3 separate regions of the Gossypium hirsutum genome follow, and regions 1 and 2 are each linked to region 3. A link is a contact called in public Hi-C data. All regions are on one chromosome and are shown on one strand. The core of a region is the stretch at or near the end of the contact, and the rest is flanking DNA. Distances in the headings are between cores, read along the strand shown.

The links. A called contact is a pair of places that touch in the nucleus more often than the background predicts.
Region 1: a Hi-C map of leaf shows a contact between it and region 3, with 1.9 times the contacts expected there. The contact joins the promoter of LOC107935254 here to the promoter of LOC107935247 in region 3. A contact is called at or near these places in 4 of 34 Hi-C or Micro-C datasets (callus, leaf and seedling).
Region 2: a Hi-C map of leaf shows a contact between it and region 3, with 3 times the contacts expected there. The contact joins the promoter of LOC107943407 here to the promoter of LOC107935247 in region 3. A contact is called at or near these places in 2 of 34 Hi-C or Micro-C datasets (both in leaf).

What each region holds. Positions count from the first base shown.
Region 1 is chrA02:104,515,717-104,518,416 of Gossypium_hirsutum_v2.1, forward strand. LOC107935254 reads right to left here and starts at 1,377. Exons shown (of 2, transcript XM_016867821.2): 1 at 1,111-1,377; 2 at 1-530. The coding sequence starts at 507.
Region 2 is chrA02:104,162,319-104,165,166 of Gossypium_hirsutum_v2.1, forward strand. It overlaps LOC107943407 (auxin-responsive protein IAA9), which reads left to right and starts at 1,503. Exons shown (of 6, transcript XM_016877161.2): 1 at 1,503-1,730; 2 at 2,597-2,848. The coding sequence starts at 2,630.
Region 3 is chrA02:104,381,441-104,384,192 of Gossypium_hirsutum_v2.1, forward strand. LOC107935247 (transcription factor bHLH18) reads left to right here and starts at 1,458. Exons shown (of 4, transcript XM_016867816.2): 1 at 1,458-1,638; 2 at 1,715-2,197; 3 at 2,274-2,651; 4 at 2,744-2,752. The coding sequence starts at 1,603.

The DNA of each region.
Region 1 (2,700 bases), core at 127-2,626, 130 kb after region 3:
ATTGCTCTCTTCCCCAATCTCTTTATTTTCCTTTTCTCGACTATCCTTGATGTTCTCTTTCTCTTCATTATCGCCTTCACGAGTCTCCTCATTTCCTTTGTTTTCATTTTCCATAGTCTCTTCGTTATCGTCATTCCTATGTTCTTCACGCTCAGTTCCCTCCTCGGGTATCTCATTATCATGCTCATGCATCCCACCGACTTCCCCATTTCCTTCATCTTCGGTTACCTCAGGCTTATTATCTTCATCCCCATTCTTACTTTCTTCCTCTTCTTCCTCCTTATGCCGTGCATCTGTAACAGTCATCCCTTCCGATCGAGGGAAGTCCTTTCGCCCCAACTTCACAACATCACTCCCAGATTTCTCATAAATGGCTTTCTTCTCCCCAGAGTGCTTAACTTGGTAAAGCAGCCAAATGCAAATACCAACAAGAACACATATTTGTAGAGCATGCTTCACCTTCAATCCTTTCGATCTTTGGTTCCTACCAGGTGAAAGCCGGAACATGTCGGACTTCCTTTCGATTTAACCTGTCGGCAAAACATCGGAAAAACATCGAAATTCTTCAAAATCCGACATATTCATGTAATTCAACTTAATAATACCACAACATTTCATCAACTAGAAGTTTGCAATAAAGCCGAAAATGAATCATATGAAAGAAATTAATGCGAAAAATCAAATCGACAGTGTTTATGCAATGAAAAATCCAGATCAACCCATGAACTAAATATTCAAGTGGTAGTTTATTATGAACAAAACTTAAAATAATTTATATGCAATTCAACTTTTCACTTCCCAGCATACTAATAATAACAACAATTACACTAATCCAATCCAAAGAGAAAATTCCATAAAAAATGAAAAAGAAGAAGTAAATATTAGACCTTAAACTAACAAAAATATAAAGATCACTATTAATAAAGCACAAAAACAGAAAAGCAAAAAAAAACAGCAACTTTTTTTTTTGCGGTAATGGTAGTGGAAAAGGAATAAAATGCAGGATCGAAAAGTGGATTATAATCTGAAACAGATCAACAGCTTGCATTTTTAAAGCAAACCCATTTTTAATACTTGAAAATTAAATTCAGAAAGCATTGATAGACTTACCCAGAATCCAAATGATCCCCCAAAAGGAAACTAAAACTAACGAAGGAGAGATTTTAACTTTTCTTGGGAAATCCCGAGAATGGTTAAGTTTCCAGGAAAATTTTAAAGAAGAAAGAAAAAAACTTGACTTCGAGATTAGGAAACTTTGTGTGTCGGTGGCTGAATGAACTTGGATCTGGAAATGTGGAAACAGTGCCTTTTTTTCAACGCCACATATATGTTCATATGGAGTCCTTCTTAAAAAGTGTCTACATTTTATTAAATGTCTATATAATTTGTTTACATTTAAAGTTTGTATTTTTATATTAAAAACTATTAATTTAGTTGAATATATAAGTTAAAGATTAAAACTTTAACTTTAGATCGATCGAGAGTCCATCATGGATAATTGTGTAAAAATTCTTTAGCTAAAAATGATTAATTAATCAAAAGTCCTTAAAAGATTGATTAGATTTTAAATTACTCCTTCTGTTAACTTAATTGTCAATTTAGATGTCAAATACTAGTTCAAATTTGATGTGAATAATATTTAAAACACGTGGACCCAATGGTAATTACATATCAACGCAAGGATAAAGCCAGAAATTTTTCTAAAGGCTGAGATTAAGTTATATATTTTTATAAGAGCTAAAATATAAATTTATCCTAATATTAGCTTTTTTCTTTATGGTTTTCAAAAAGACTAAATCGAAATGTTAGCATTTTGGGAGGAGATAAAATATAACTTAAGATTTTATAAATTTTAGATGACTAAATCAATAAATTTTCATTTTAGAGTGGCTAGGGCTTTGCATGCCTCTCTTTCTTCACCCCTGTGTTAAAGTATCAATATTGTATGAATCAAAGCTTTTTATCTCAACACCCCCCCCAAAAAAAGGATTTTTGTCAATTTAGTCGTTAATTTAAACATTAAACGTTAGTTTAGATCTAATGTGAAGAATATTTAAAATACATAGATCCAATTGTAAATAAATATCAAAATATTAATATTTTTTATACAATGCCTAAATTACTCATAATCGTTTCCAACATTTAAATAAGAGAATAAATGCACTTTAGTATACTCGAACCCATATCCTCTTACACCAACAATAATATTGATGTCAACTGAACAATACTCAATCAGTTCAAAGTACTAATATTATATCAACCAAATCCTTCAGTCGATTTAGACGATAAATGTCAATTGAGATCTAATGAGACAAATATTTAAAATACATGAATTCAACTGTAAATATGTCTTTTTATAAATTGATCTATTATTTTAAATATAACATTTAAGCTAACTTCTAGGTTGACATAGACATAATTAATATGTTACTGTAGTTTAAGGATTCAATCAGAATATTTTAAAATTTGAGGACCAATTTAGAATTTATACTATAGTTAGATAACAAAAAATATATTAGACAAATTAAACTCATAATCTCTCTGCCAATCTCACTCTTTCTGTTTTTACTCACTCTCTTAAAAGCGCGTGAAAAACACACAGATATTAAACTGTGTCGTTCTGTCTGAATTGGCCGCATCAATCGCTGTCAATTTGGAAGAGAACTCAACATCGGGAGGTGGTAAGTAATATGAACTCAT
Region 2 (2,848 bases), core at 253-2,752, 220 kb before region 3:
GTTAATGATTATCACTTTATTTTCTTCTATTTTTGGCCAATGATTGTTCCTTTTTCCTTTTTAAGAGCTTAGAAATTTAATATTTGAATACCTTCAATTAGAAAGCCATAAGTAAAAAAAACATATTAGGATTTTTATTCAGAGAACTTCTTATCTTATAAAGAGAAACACATCTTCCTTTTATAGTTGAAGGAGATATAATACAACAAAATAGTAAACAGTACATTGGATAGATATTAGACATTAAAGCATAAAGTAAACAGTACATAAAGTAAAAATAGTAATTAATTTAATTAATTATTAACCATTTTTATATTTAAAATTTTTTTCTGTAATCATCCTTTGCTTTAATAGAACAATTAGAACGCTAGTCCAAAATAATCACACAATTAAAACGATTTTTCATTTTTCATTTTTATCTATTTCAGTCTTATTCTGCTTCACTTCAATTTAATTTTGGCATCTCGTTTTTAATATTTTAAAAATTAAGTAAATATTTAAATATAATTATTCAGAAATTAATTAAACATAAAATATATAAATTTTTTATATTACGTTAGTATATTTTTATCCTTTTAATGGTTACTTTATATACACAAGAATAAAATGGTAATTTCATATAGTGAAGTAGGGCGAGGCAGGGCAAACAATTCCCATAATCACTCCAGATCTATTATTCAAAAGAAAAAATCCACCCTCCCCTACATCCGCTCTTCAAAAAAGAAAATTCGTTCTAAATAGAATTTATCGGTTCAAAATCCATCAAGCTCATCCCTAACTAAGTTTGAGTTAAATCAATTAAAAACTATAAAAAAACTTTAATTAAATTTATTAGTTGATTTAAGTTAATTGAATTAATAGAATATCAATTGTTTAATCAGAGATAAATCAAATTATATATTGTCATTAATTTTTGAAACTAAATTTAAATAATTAAAAATGTGTATTTACTATAATAGCTACAATTTTCTATTGAAATTATAAATTTTAATATTAGTAGTAGACAAATTGTATTACTAGTTTTTGTATTCCAACCCTATATTTTAATTTATATTATTATATACTATTAGTTTTATATTAGGAGTAAAGTTGTAAATTTAGTCAATGATCTCAAATTTTTAAATTTTAATTTTTGACGTAAGTAATCATCGTTAAATATTTTTTTTTAAATAATAAGTGAAAATGATAAATTGACATGATATTAGATATATAATAATATGTTTACCGTAAAAAATTCTAAAAGTAACAAAACTTAATGAATTCACTAACTATTTTTTTAAATACGAGTAAAATTTTAAAAAGAAAAAAATATAATAACTAAATCCATAACTTACTTATAATACAACGAGTAATGCAGACATTAACTAACAATAACAAATACAATTTTTTTTTTCTTTTTTCAAAATCAAACATCTCAACCGTTAGATCAAGATTCCCCTCCCCCCAACTTCTTGATCGGCGCAGCAAAAAAAAACGACCTGGTCCACAATCTTTCAAAGGGGATCATAAAAATTACGCCACCTTTTTTATGTCTATTTTCGCTTTTGCCCCTCCATTTTTTATTTTTTCAAGTTCCTCGGCCTTTGTTACTTTCTGCTTAATGGAAGGACCTTAAAGCTTTATTTATTTATTTATTCATTTTCTCTGCAGTTCGTGCATTTTTCGCCTGCAATTTTTGAAAGCAGTAATCGGTCTTCTTCTCTTTGTTCCCTTCACTAAACTTTTCTTCGGTGAGTTCCTTTTTTTTTGTGAAATTCTTTTGTTTAGATTTGCATTTTTTCCTTTTTTTGTTCGTTTGTTTCTGTTTTGCAGTTCCGCTTCATTTCAACTGTAAGATCTCCAGTTTTTTTTCTTAAATTCAGTTTGTTCTGTTTGGTTGCCCGGAAAACGAAAGAAAATGGATGGAGAAAGATTAGTACCTTCCGTGTTTTTTTTTTTTGCTTTTTTTTGTTTGTTTTGTTTTTCTTTTTTGTTCTGCTTATTGTTCAGGAAAAATGGAAAACTCAACTATCTTAAAAAGGATTTTAATGCGTAGAACAGTAAGGCTTCAGTGAACATTTTTTTCTCTTTTTCATGATCTAAACAAAATTTGTGTTTTTATTTCTATTATTTCTCATCAGCAGCAACCTATTGGAAAACCAATACTAATAGTAGTTAATTTTTCGTAGCATTATTTTTAAATTGGACTCGGATTTTTGTATGTTCTTTTTTTCTTGTTAAATCACGGAGTAGAGATTATTCTCCAAATGTTAAGGATATTTGTATATTCTTTTATTAGCATGCGATTTAGTTTTTGTGAAGTAAGACTGGTTGAATGCAGATTAGCTAGGGCTTTACACCATTGTTTGAGCTTTGGAGCTGAAAACTTTCAGTAATTTAACCTTTAGAATGTGAGCCATAAAAATGACACAAATTAACCATGGTAGCTGGAGTTTCTTAAGAAAAAAAGGTTGAAGTGGCTTTTCACCAGGATCCGTCTGTTGTATTTTTAGTGGTGTTAAATCTTTTGTTTTTCCTTTCTTAAATGGTTTGGCTTAAAAAGCGTTTTTCTTGAAGTTAGCTGAAAATATTGATTTGTTTTTCTTTTTCTATGTAGTAAAGAGGCTATTTTGAGAAGTTTTGGTTTCTGATGTCTCCACCGCTGCTGGGCGTGGAGGAGGAAGTGCAGAGTAGTGTTTCTTCTCCCTCTGTTGAATGTATCTCCGAGAATGGCATGGGGTTAAAGGAGCGTAATTATCTTGGATTATCAGATTGTTCTTCAGTTGACAGCTCGGGTGTCTCGAGTAATCTGAATTTGGCTACGGAGCTTAGGCTCGGTCTTCCTGGATCACAATCCCCTGAGAGAGAA
Region 3 (2,752 bases), core at 208-2,707:
AAATCTGACTAACAAGTTCTAAACAACAATTTAACGATCAATATAGTAGATTAGTAACCAATTGATGAGTAGAAGAATATACCTTAGATCCAAGTTGATTGACAGTTGTGTCGAAAATCAAAGAAGAAAATTATTTGGATGTTGGTTCGTAAATACATGATGTTCAAAGTTGTTTCATGAAAAAACTAATTGTAGAAGAAAAAAGAAATGAAAGCTTTCAATTAGTGTAAGTGGCGTTAATAATAAAAGGTCATATAGTAGTGATTTTATTAGTCTAATAATTTAAATAAAAACTCTCAAATAATTTAATTATCATTTTATAACTTTTTAAATTACTATTTACTATTTTATATTTTGTATGTAAATTTAAGCATTATTAATAAATAAATAATGTAAATTCAGCTTCATATATATTAAATATAGGAAAACTCATAGTGGACAAAAGAAAAAAGAGTTTACTTAAAATGTTGAGGGCAGTGAACCCTAATTCTTGGAAGCTGTTTGTATTCAAATCCTTTTTCGGATATAAAAAATGTGTTTCTTACATGTCTACATATACTCTCTTAGAAAAAGTCAAATCCATTTAGTAACATAAAAAATTTTGACAACTACGTAAATAGAATATAAATATATAAACATGTGAAAAATACACAAAATGACAAAGTATAAGAGTATGTAAAATCTTAATTTCGATTATGAAAGGATGATATAATATAAATATATGAATTATTTGGCATTAAATTATAGAAAAAATTATTTTCACTCCAAACATAATATATATAATTTAAAGAGCGATTTATCGAAATACACACAATTACCTCTAAAAGAATGTAAGTATTTATGTTTGGTAGAATTTGAATTCGTACCCTACAACATATATAACAATTACTAGCAACTATGCTACTATTCAAGCTAGTTGTAGGGCATGGGCTTAAATTCTACCAAGTACAAATAGTGACATTTCCTTAGTAGGTGAATGATTTATCTTGGCAAAACACTTCTATTTAGTTGAACGTTTTAGCCAATCAAACTCTCCATAGATTCATAACACAACCTTAATGAAAGACAATACCATTTATTAAGGGTTTTATTGGCTACTAGCAATCGATACTTTTAAGATTTTATCCAATTCAATTCCCTTAACAAGTCAAAACCCAAAATAACTACCCATAAAATTTTTTTAAAAAATGCTTAAAATTCCTAAAAAAAAAAATTCTTCCTTAACACAAAGAAACTAAGCTAAATATTAAACTAACTTATATGTGAAAAACCCAAATAGACAACGGAAAAAGGAAAAAGAAAAAAGATCAGATGTTGATATTAGCATAAAAAAAACAACAACAAAAAAGAGAAAAATCCAGAAACAAACCCACCATATGAACAGTAAAGAAAACTATAAAAATGAAAGCCCTACTTTCACACTTAGCAAGAACACCATATACTACTTAGAACCGCGTACAATATGGTAACACCTGTATATATATAGCTTTCACAAATTAATTAGTTCCACCACTTCCACTCTCCAATTGGGAAACAAAAATAATTCCAGTTTTTAAAGTCATCTTTTCCAACACCAAAAGTTCCAGAAAAAAGGGTTCTTTAATGGAAATCGTTTCAAACAAATGGATATCTGAAGTGGTAAAAAAGCACACTCTTTTTTCTTTCTGCAATTCTTTGATTTTCCCAGATTTGCTTAAGTTATTTGATTTTGCAGGAAACAGTGGAGGATCCCACGTTTTTCCCACAATTTGCAATACCAAACATGGATTATTCATTTGATGATACCAATTTCCAGTCTTTTTCTTCTGAGAGTTATTCATCTTATCCAAATATAAACAATGGTTCATCCAATATTCAAGCTTTTCATCAAGTGGTCGACGACAACGAGTTCAAAAGGCCAATGAAACAACTCAAGACAGACAATAACTGGAATTTTTCGATCAACGAAAACATCCCACCACCACCACCACCAAAAGCTTCTTCTTCTTCTTCCCCATCTTCTCATATAATCTCCTTCCATAACTCGAATCCATCACCGGCTGTATCTCAACAATACTATGAGGTTACAAAAAAAGTGGGTTCTATGACAAGGACACCATTACATGCTCAAGACCATGTAATTGCCGAAAGGAAACGCCGTGAAAAGCTTAGCCAAAGGTTCATATCACTTTCAGCACTGATTCCAGGCTTGAAAAAGGTAACAAATTTCCATGATTTCATGTTCAAATTTTCGGGTTTTATCTTTTATGCTGAATTGTTGATGTAATATGCAGACAGACAAAGCTTCTGTCCTTGGAGATGCTATAAAGTACATGAAACAGCTTCAAGAGAAAGTGGCAACACTTGAAGAGCAAGCAGCTAAAAAAGCAACGGAATCAGTGATTTTTGTTAAAAAAACCCAAATTTATGCAGACGATGAAACATCTTCATCTGATGAGAATTTTGATAGCAACCAAACAAACAACAAGCTGTTCCCTGAGATTGAAGCTAGAGTCTCAGACAAAGATGTGTTGATTCGAATCCATTGTGAGAAGAACAAAGGGTTCATTTCAAACATCATGAACGAAGTCGAAAAGCTTCATCTCTGTGTGTTGAATACTAATGTGTTGCCCTTTGGACAAGCTACTCTTGACATCACCATTGTTGCTCAGGTAATAATAATAATTAACCTTGTTACCCTCGTTCCTCCATTTTTTTTTAAAAAAAAACCCTTGACTTATTTAGACTTTAAAATATTGTGCAGATGGAAGCT